2 separate regions of the Mus musculus genome follow, and region 1 is linked to region 2. The links are chromatin contacts, called in public Hi-C maps. All regions are on one chromosome and are shown on one strand. The core of a region is the stretch at or near the end of the contact, and the rest is flanking DNA. Distances in the headings are between cores, read along the strand shown.

Region 1 (5,448 bases), core at 1,020-3,519, 89 kb after region 2:
CCTAAAGTCCAGGGCAAGAAGTTGCTCAACGGTTTCTCTTTGGCAGCTGTGGTGGCAGAATTGTTCTCACTGGTGTGCTTAGCACAGAGATTGAAGCCCTGCTGCTCTTCAAATAAAAAAAAATATGAATATGCTGGGAACTTCTCTATTTCTTAGAGAATGTGGTCTTTCTAATTTCACACACCTGGTGGCTGAGTCTCTTAGCATCTCCCTCCTCACTATCCCAGCTCCCATCTCCAAACCAGAGACAACTCCTCTTACGGGGTATTTCAGTCTTGGCCACATATTATGATCAACCACCTGGGACTTCTAAAAATTCCACAGGCTCAGGTTGTGTTCCAGATGGAGCGATTTCTCCATGGGTGTTGGTCCAGACTTGGTATTCTTAAAAGTCCTCTATGGTTCCAGGATGATTCCAGGCAGGTGTTGAAGCTCTGTGCTGGGAAACATCTCTGAGCCTGGCTACTTGTCAGAGTGGGGAAAGTAGACTAACTGTGGTCATGGCACCTGTAACCTCAGCACTGGGAAAACAGAGGCAGGGGGATTGCTGGGAGTTCAAGGCCAACCTGATATGCACAGTAAGTTACAGACCAACCAGGGATACATTGCAAGACCCTGTACTACACAAAGAAAACCAAGGGGAGGAGCAGCCACAGCACACAGAGCAATTTGAACAGGGCTCACTCATCCGAGCTATGCATTCACACTGGCATCCCACCGTGGATCCTGCTGTAAAAATTTTATATGTCTTATATATACATGTTTTTATATATGTGCCTTAACTGTGTCTTTTGGAGAAAGTGATACAATTCAAAGACATATATGTGTATGTAAGATATCTATTGATCTCCCTGTTCTATACAGAATGGAATGAAAGATCCATCTTGTGGAAGTGCCTGGAAGGAAGAATTGGTACACAGAGGCAGTGGGGCATCTTCTAGGACAGTCTGGGAAGCTAGAAAACACACAAGAAAAAGCTGATATCTCAGCAGAAGGTGAAGGATAAACAGGAGAGGATACAGAACAGGAGTCGGCAGTAGGCAAGAGATCCACAGACAAATGTCACCCTCTCAGGCACAGGGCTAACTGTGCATGAGTGTCTGACATTAGTAGACTGTGACTTTTAAAAAGCATAATGGTTGTGGTCTGAAGAGATGGCTGGGTTGGTAAAATGCTAGCTGTGCATGAGGACCTGGGTTCTATCCCGCAGAACCCAGCAAGTAAGCTGGGGAAATGTGCACCTATGTAGCACCAGAGTTGGAGAAATGGAGGCAGGAGGCTCATGGGGCAGACAGACTAACCCAACTGGTTAGTTAGCTCCTGGTCCAACCAAGAGATCCTGTCTCAAAATAGAACTCGAGAATGATTAATGAAAATATCCAACATAGAGAGAGAGAGAGAGAGAGAGAGAGAGAGAGAGAGAGAGAGAGAGAGAGAGAGAGAGAGAGAGCGCAGACTTTCCGGGCAGGGAGCAGGTGAGTTTGCATTTATGTTTCAGTGCCTTCTGCACTCACTTCCTGTACCCCGCACATATTAGCACACGGCTCTCTCACAGAAAAGGCCAGCAGCACCTACTCAAACCAGAAACACAAAGGAGAAAGGTGAAGAGTGGGAGGAGCCCCATAAAGACAGAGTCATAATAATAATAAAAAGTCTATGGATGGCAACTTTCCCCCAAGCTTCCATAAAACACCGCCTAGGGACACAGATCCCCAGCGAGCCCTCTGCATTCTTCTGCTTAATGAGAATTTCTGAGAACCAAATCTGCCCAGAGTGAATCCTCAGGAGGCAGTGCTTTATACAGCTGTCCCATGTCACACTGGTTCTGAGACAGACCAGCTCCTGAAGTCCCAGTGTCTTCTGTGGGAACACAAAACTATAGGAAAGTGATGGGAGGCTCCAGGGAGTTAAGATGGCACATCTGGGCCCGTGATTGAGCCTCTAATTCACTCAACCACAATCTCCCTAGGGGTGGGGGGTGGGAACTCGCTTCCTTATCCCCCCCCCCAAAACCAAGAGGAATAGCAATCAGCCCTTGCCTGAATAGGGAGGTCAGCTCAAATGACAAAAGCTCCTAAAGAATGTGAATCTGTGGCTAGGTCACTGGTCTGAGCTGCCCTCCATGACCTCGGCCCACCACGCTAACTCCCTCGGTCTCAGATTTAAATAAAAATAACCAGACATGAAACAGTGAAGAGCTGTTACTAAGGGAATCGGATCCTTGGTAGCGTATCCTCATGAATTTCCCTGATGGGGTTGAGTCAGCACTGGATGTCTCAGAAACATTCCAGACGATTTCGAAGAGGCAAGGGCAGACGGGTAATTAAACCACACAGTCAGGAAGCCTTGGAAACAGAGAACAAAGGGCGAGGGAAGGAGAAGAAAAGAAACATAGACAGCAAAACAAGACCCAGAGGTGGGAAACCAGGGTTCGGTGGTGGCAGGCTGGGGCTTCCTGGGATGCTGCGCGCCCTTCTTCTATGCTCCTCTGTGTTTACTGAAGAGTGGCTTTTGCCCTCTCTGCAGAGCCTCAAGGCTGAGGAAAGGTGTAAGGGCTGTATGTAGGCAGTTGGTCTGGAGATGGCTCCACCTTTAAGGAAATAGGCTGAGGAAACAGATGAAGGCAGTCTGGCAATGCTGTCAGGAAGGGGATTGGGTTGGCCTACAGCTCCCTGGGCCACTCCCTGCGCTCCTCAGGCTGAGACACTCAGCACTGCTACTCAGCAGTAAGATTGTGTTGTATGAAACGAAGAAGCCAGGGCGAAACTGCATACAGGCAGATGGGGCTGGTGGCTTCTCTGTGCTCCTGAAAAGTCATTCTCCCTTGTCACCAGCCTGCTCCACCCTGGAAGCCTGATGAGTCAGTGTATCCAAGGCCTCTAAGGGCTCCAGCTAGTCTTGGCCTGAGGAGGCATCACAGAAGCGAAGAGAGGAGCGCGAGGTCTCCCATGTTCCCCACTTGGTCCTATAAAACTGCAGCACATTGGCAGAGCACAGCTGGAAGCCAGTTTCCCTTCTAAGCCTATCCAGGGCTCCTGCCACACACACACACACACACACACACACACACACGGGCACACACACACACACGGGCACACACACACACACACACACACACCATCACGAAGCATGCCGTTCTTGAGCTGAGGCTCTCTGTGATGCTGCTCTGCTGTGGACCAGGAGCCAGTGCATCTGTCCAGACAGCCCTGCAGTCTGCCAAGAGACCCACTTCCACATCTTTACCCAAACCTTGTTTTTTCGTAACTTTACTATGTGACAAACCATGAGCGTTTGTAACGGGAGATTGCTTCATCCTCCCTCATCCCCAGACCCTGGAGAAAACGAGATGCTTCTCCTCAATTGGGGATTTGGGAGAGAAAAATAAAATAAAACAATCCAGATCTGGGTCGGCAAAAAGCCTGCTTGCTGAGTGTAATGAGGCCTCTCTGCTAATTAACACGTTCCTGTGGAAAAGGCAAGTGTGAGAACATATATATCCCTCTCTCGACGGCGCCATCGCAAATTCCGTAAAGCATCACTTATCCCTTCGACCTGGAGCAGGGAGCACACATACTGAAAATTAAAATTCCAGAAATTGTCTGAAACGCTCAAAATTCAACAAGTCACCTGACAGCACTAGTTAAACTTCTTGGGCTGTTAATTAGCATAGACATTAGCATCCACGTATTCCACCGACCCTGGATCAAAAAATATTAAAAAATTAAAAAAAAAAAAACATACTGTTCCGAACATACGAGGACCTCTTCATCGCTATTCCCTAAATCAGTGTAACAACTGTTTACACAGTGTTCACGTTGGACAGGGAATACTAAGCAACCTGAGCTTAGAACTATGAACGGGACTGGGCGTGGCTCGGCAGTAGACTAAACAATAGGCGTGGTGCCTGAAATTCCAGCATTAGGGAGGTAGAAGCATAAGCATCACATGTTCGAGGCCATCCTCCACTACATGGTGATTGGTCGGGGCCATCCTCCACTACATGGTGATTGGTCGGGGCCATCCTCCACTACATGGTGATTGGTCGGGGCCATCCTCCACTACATGGTGATTGGTCGGGGCCATCCTCCACTACATGGTGATTGGTCGGGGCCATCCTCCATTACATGGTGATTGGTCAGGGGCCATCCTCCACTACATGGTGATTGGTTGAGGCTATCCTCCATTACGTGGTGATTGGTTAAGGCCAACCCCCACTATAAAGTGATTGGTTGAGGTTTTCCTCCACTCTGTAGTGATTGGGTGAGGCTATCCTCCACTATAAGGTGATTGGTCGAGACCATCCTTCTCTACATACTAATGGGAGGACTTGCCCTTGTTCAATCCTTCTACTTTATCCTTTTTAACCAGAAGAGTACAAGGAATGGTAGAACATACGGATGGATGAAAAATTTCAGCCCAGCCTACTCCCCAGCTTCTCTCGGCCTGCAGAATCTTTGCGTGGAAGGATGAAGAGGATGTGGAAAGGGAGAAAGGAAAGACATCTCTCTCAGCATACTAAAAAAATACTTCTCGGGGCTGGTGAGATGGCTCAGTGGGTAAGAGCACCCGACTGCTCTTCCGAAGGTCAGGAGTTCAAATCCCAGCAACCACATGGTGGCTCACAACCATCCATAACAAGATCTGACTCCCTCTTCTGGAGTGTCTGAGGACAGCTACAGTGTATTTACATATAATAAATAAATAAATATTAAAAAAAATACTTCTCAGTAGCATGGGCAAAGGTTTGAGCAAGCGGGGAGTCTTGAGAGGAAAGCAGTTCTAAGAAGCTGCAGCTAACTGAAGTGCAAAGTGTGCTGTAGAGGTGCTAGCTAGCTAGCTTGTGACAGGTGTGGCCAGCACCATGCCTATCTCTCGGTCATTAGCAGCCAGACCACCGCTCAGCTGGGCGGTACCCCCAGAATCATTCCATTCCTTTTTGTCCTCACCTGGGCAGTTCTGTCACCTTCCATGGATATTCAATGGAAAAAGGTCTAGCTGCTGCAAACTACAGGCAATTCAGTCTTATGAGCTCTCTCTGCTCACGTAGGTTTTCCAGTCCTGTGGGATCTGCTGGGATCCACCCACTCCTCTCGCAATAGTGCCTACCTCTGTAACCTAGGCACTTCCGTTTCAATGATTGCAAAATACTTTCCAAGCCCAAGAGGACCCTATCCACATGAGACGTTGAATATGAAGATCACCTTCTTAAGGCCTTGACCCATCCACTCACCGCATCACACATTCCTTCCTGTTTTCTCTCATTTTAACTGGCTTCATGCAGAAATCACTTGTTTTGGTTGGAAACACACAGGCATGCACACATGTGCACATACACACACACACCATACACACATGCACACGCTACCAACAACAACAACAATAGCGACACTGTGGCCCCTCCACATGGACTCCTTTTTCCCTCCAGTTCTTACGAACCTTAACTTTGCA
Region 2 (5,462 bases), core at 1,142-3,641:
GCTGCAAGCCCAGACCTAAACTTTCAACCAGCATGGGGAATTAGATACCGGGATGTGCTTAGGCAATCAGCATGTACCTGAACGGTGACACACTGTCTCTCTGGGACACACAGCATACATACACATGGGAAATAACTATTGAGTAGGTATGTGGCTCCCGTGGTGATGGGATAGTCAGAGTTCTAGCGTGGAGGACTTACATGCTGATAGCATTTTACTTAACAGGATGCTTATCTTCTTTCTGCTTAAGTCTTTTAGTCTATTTTGAAGTGTTTACCAGTTTAATAATTTGTGGTTCTACGAAGCTGGCACTACAGTGTTATGTAAGGAGAAGTGTGCTAGAGTTCATGGCAACCCCCATAAGTATCCGCAGGAGCTTCTGGGCTCTTATTAACATCTTGGGTGAGGAAAGAGAAAGTCTGGGCTCAGGCTTTTCATCATAGAAAGCAGAATTGCACAGAAAGTCTCTACTCATTGTCCCCTTGTCTGGACCTGTTTCCTCTGAGTCTGTGCATTATAATTCTTTTTACTTTATTTTATTCTCTCTCCCTCCTCCTCTTCCCCATCTTCCTCCTCTCCCTCCTTCTCTTCCTCCTCTTCCATTTCTTTCTCTTCTTCCTCCTCCTCCTCTTCCTCCTCCCCCTCCTCTTCCTCCTCCTCTTCCTCCTCCTTCTCCTTCTCCTCCTCCTTTTCCTTCTACTTTCTTTCTGTTTTGAGTTAGAGTTTTACTATGTAGCCCAGGTCAACTTTGAATTCTCCATCCTTCTTCATCAACCTCCTAAACACTGGAATTTCAGGTGTGTGCCACCCTGTCCCTTTACTTTATATTTCTCAGAATCACACATGTGGGATTATACAGACTTTGTCCTTACTGTCTAATTCCACCCAGGAAAATATTCTTTCAGCTTAACCACACTGTGCTAACAGGTCAGCATTTCCTCTTATTAAAAGGTGAAACAGTATCTCTCTCACACCCCAACACTGTATTTTGCTATTCACTCGTCACTCATTGGTCAGGTTCTGCACTGTGATTACCACAGACAGACACTAGATTCTAACCCTCCGAGTCCTAACGTGTCTAACTCAGCCTGGCTGTGGAGACTGTAAAGAAGACCATGGTTCAGAGATAACTCTGAAAGAAGCTCAGAGGTAAAGGGGGGAAAAGCTGCTTTTTAATAGGCTAGCAGAAGCTGTTCCCTGTGAAGGTAAAATAAGATTTAATAACATTTACTCTCCTTTGTTCTCGCCATGTTATTAAAATCTGTGTGTATAAGAAAGATAAAGCAAAAGATGAGTAATTATGAAGAGATTGAGAATAATACTAAAACATACTTTATAATATTCCAAGTATGGGTAATTAAAGTTGCCCTCCTCTCTGCCTAGCCATGTAGCTGCTAGAACAATGTATAAAAAGGGAAATGAGAATAATGTCCAAGTGCCAGTTACTAGCCAAGTATTGCCTTTCTTTCCCATGATGTCTCCCTAACTCTCTCAACACTGTATCTTAAAGACCTCTAAAGTAAGACTCAGAGCGTACCTTCCCCTGTTTAGGAGAGGAAGAGCATGTCACCTGAGTTTTGAGGGTGTGGACGAGTGGTTACATTAATGGGAATCTTTCCCTATTACTACATGAAAGAGTACTCGTTAGTTTTTATCAACACAGCAGAAACCTAGACATACCTAGGAAGAGGCGATCTCAGTTGAGGACTTGCCTCCACCGTTTTGTCCTGTGAGGTACCTTCTTGATTGATGGAGGAGGGCCCAGCCCCACTCTGTCAATACCATCCCTGGGTAGATGGGCTGGGCTATGTAAGAAAGATAGAGGAGCAAGCCAAGGGAAGCAAACCAGTACACAGCAGCCCTCCACAGTTGGTCTGTGTTTCAGTTTCTGCTCCAGGTACCTGCTGAGTTTCTGCTTTGGCTCCCTTTGATAATGGGCTGTAAGCTAGAAGATAGATGAAATAACCCTTTTCATTCCAGTTGCTTTGGGGCGTTTAACATAGCAACAGAAAGCAAACTGGAAGAAAAGGTTTAAAAGACTAGATCAGAGGATGGAAGCATGATTTCCATTTCCAGATATAAATATTTAACGTGCCATCCACTTACCTAACCCTTGTTCTACAATTAACCCTCTACTGACTTTGACATTCAATTATCCTACAGTGACCTTTAGCACAAGCATTAATTGATTAAAAGGGAAGTCAGTCACAGCTAGAGAGATTGCTGTGAAGATCGGATAGAAGGTTCTTGTACCCCTGTGCCTCTGCTTTCAATCAATTTGTCTTTTCTACCCCGAGAACGTGGTTAACCGAGCCAGACAGAAGCAGGGAAAATGCCTCTCCCCTTGTGGTTTCGTTGCAATGTCAAAATAATAAATAGGTTACTCACAGCGGTCAGTCAGACGTGAGACATCTCAAACACACATGGCCTTGTGGGAGCGCACCAGCCCCAAGCCAGAGTTACTGTTGAAGAGTTCTGGCTCTTAGCCCAAAAAGAATTCCTCCTTTCCCACGGTCTCTTTACTTGTGTAAAGCCAGAGTTTTACAGAGTACTGTCCCTTGTCTAAGAAGAAAGCCTGCAAGGCATCTCTGAGATTTAAAAGCCTTGTAGCAAGCTTTAAAACTGCATCAGGCAGTTGAGAGTTGAGGTGATATTAACAAGATACTGGTAGGAAATGAAGAGGTTCAGCTACCGGCTCCGATGTCACCCTACAACTGCATCACTGGTGAGAGTGGATCTATCACTGTCATTTGAAATTGAAGCTGTGCAGCCAACACTGTGGTTTCTCATGGCCACTTGCCACTGTCCCTAAGACCTCCACAGTGGTTCCCTGGGTCTGGTGGGGAGACCGGCAAAGGCAGAGGTTAGTCATGTTTATCCCGTGTTCCAGCATGCACAAAAAAGAGATATCCATCCTTCCTGTTCTCCTCCCAGAGAATATGACAGAGACGCTAACACTCCAGGCAGAACCAACAGTTTTATTGTGTTCTACATTTGACTAGTTTACTTGATGGTGGTCTAAAGATGAAACAACTGGCAACAGATAGCTGTCTGCCGTTAAGACACTCACAGATTGGAACTCTTTGGTCTATGGACAGTCCTGTGTTGAGGAATGGATGACTGAAGCTATGCCAGGGAAAGGCTATGGGTAGAAGTTGACCTCCTCCTCTCTTTGGAAACAGACTACACATTTCTTTTGTGCACAGATCTATAGCCTATTAGTCCTTTTTCTTAGCATCTATTTACTATGGAATGTATGCATATGCCACCATGACCAAGCTCAGGCACACTGCTGGCTACCTTTCCCTATGTAGACGGACTCACGTGCACCTTCTCCAGTGCCCTAATAAGCCCTGTGCCAACTCACTTCACACCTTGAATGAGAAGGGTTGGGAACACCTGGTGGCCTTTTTAGAACCTGGAATCTGATATGATCTCACTCAGCTATGAGCTCAATGCCTGTAGAAGTCAAGGAAACAGAAATGCATGTTCAGCTGTCTGAGGAGGTAGGGGTGGGGACTTCATGTATGTTGAGTTTCACTGATGGCCTTATTCTTCCAAGTTACATGGACATAAAATGTCAACTGTCTGTCCCGTTCATTAGTTTTAATTAATTCATTTTTGGTACTAAATAATTATATTATTTTCCCCTTCCCTGTCTTCCCTTTAAACCCTCCCATGTCCCTCTCTTTATCCTCCCTCATGCGCATGGCCTCTTTTATCATTGTTGTTACACACATATATGTACAAGTATCTGCATATTGTGTATACGTATAGTGTGTGTGTGTGTGTGTGTGTGTGTGTGCATTTCAGAATACAGCGTGCTCTATGTTTATTTTGTTTGGGGCTTTATCATGGTCTCTGGATGAGAATCGAGACCTGTCCTGCTCACTACTCATGACGTTGCTGTCCTAAGCATGAAAGCTCTTTGTTGCCTTTTCTAAATGTTCTACACTAGTATTTCATGACATCTTAATTTAAAAATAAGTCAAGAAGCGTTCATAGAGGAGGGTGAATATGATCAAACCACATTATATACATATATAAAAATGTCATACTAAAACATTTGTTACATAATGTGCACCAATAAAATAGTTGTTTAAAATAAAAACCATTATAAAGTCCCTTTCATCTCAATAGCAACAAAAAAAATTGAATGTCTAGATCAAGTCTTCTTTATATAGGCATTTGTGTAGAGAGATGGGTGGTAACTTAGGAGAAATAGAAAGGATACGGTTTGTTCAAAACAGTATTGTTTTGTGGAAATGTTCAGAGAGCAACGGCAGCACCTCAGACACCAGGCTTGGCTTATTGATGTGGGAACAGCAAAATACAGAGGCCAGCTTAGAAACACACGGAATGAAGTGGGTGTATGTTTATAATGTAATACACAATTTTGAACAACAAATATCCATTTTCTGGGTAAAAATTATTCTTAGGAATATATATATATATTGCATAAAAGATTGATGTGCAATATCCACAAAACACAAACATACCTTTCTACCAAGCGATATATTATGTTTACTCAGTAAGTAAATGGTAGCCCTTCGCAGTCTAGTCTCAGGGTTCTGACCCAATTCCAAGTCAATGATGTCATTCTGACTTCTTAAATTCCCCTGCCACATCTACTCGACACAGAATTCTTCTTCATTTCTCGTTTCATCTGAAGTATTACTCCAACCTGAGAAACGGCCTCACGTACCTCTCTAAAGGTGGCTGCTTTGCCGTGATGAGTGAGGCAATTTTGTTATGTTAAGTGCTTGGGGAAGAAGCACTTGTGCTTCTGTAGAAATGCAAGATAATATTACTCAGTGAACCTCCCTCCCTTTCAGGTGTTGTACAGAGGCATTTCCTAAACGAAAAGGCTGTCCCCCACTGCAGTCTATTTATGTGATCTATTCAGAATGGACCTATTTCCTGAAGGCACCTGGAGATATGTGTAGAAGAAATATGAAAGGCACAGAATTAGAAACAGATAAAGTTAAGCAGCCAGCAGAAAAGGCCAATGGGGTTGCTAAGCTGTAATTTCCAACCCAGATTTAAAACTCTGAATGCTTAGGCAGAACAGAAAATAATTATGCAAGGTGTTTCCAGCACATCTGCCAATGACATTCCAGATGTTGCTTTGTGGTTCCAAGAGACACTTTAGGTAAGCAAATAGGTCCTCGCTACAGAATTCAGGGCTACCCAGACCTTAAATGAAATCATTGTGCAAATTTATTGACTGTTTCTACATGAAGTATTTAAAGAATGCAATGCAGAAAACATAGAGCAATGTGGGTAGTTCCTAAAATACACCATTCTGGCTTTTCTTTTCTTTCTTTCTTTCTTTCTTTCTTTCTTTCTTTCTTTCTTTCTTTCTTTCTTTCTTTCTTTTTTTTTTTTTTGGTTTTCGAAACAGAGTTTCTCTGTATAGCCCTGGCTGTCCTGGAACTCACTCTGTAGACCAGGCTGGCCTC

Evidence for each region. Hi-C and Micro-C count contacts between places; a contact is called where the count stands out from the background.
Region 1: a Hi-C map of myocytes shows a contact between it and region 2, with 2.3 times the contacts expected there. The contact joins two enhancer-like sites. A contact is called at or near these places in 4 of 484 Hi-C or Micro-C datasets (cerebral cortex, embryonic stem cells, myocytes and 1 more), 1 of 115 datasets of contacts at active chromatin or transcription factors (embryonic stem cells) and 1 of 9 other capture datasets (embryonic stem cells).

Annotation. Positions count from the first base shown.
Region 1 is chr14:117,928,477-117,933,924 of GRCm38.p6, forward strand. All of the region lies in intron 6 of Gpc6 (glypican 6), which reads left to right. Among named protein-coding and RNA genes, the nearest start is that of Gm52110, 21 kb to the left of the region's middle. Within about 2 kb of position 2,270, at least 140 of the 459 cell types and tissues checked have an H3K27ac peak or open chromatin away from gene starts, as enhancers often do. A contact at or near this core is called in myocytes, where this site is marked.
Region 2 is chr14:117,839,585-117,845,046 of GRCm38.p6, forward strand. All of the region lies in intron 4 of Gpc6 (glypican 6), which reads left to right. Among named protein-coding and RNA genes, the nearest start is that of Gm52111, 60 kb to the left of the region's middle. Within about 2 kb of position 2,392, at least 20 of the 459 cell types and tissues checked have an H3K27ac peak or open chromatin away from gene starts, as enhancers often do. A contact at or near this core is called in myocytes, where this site is marked.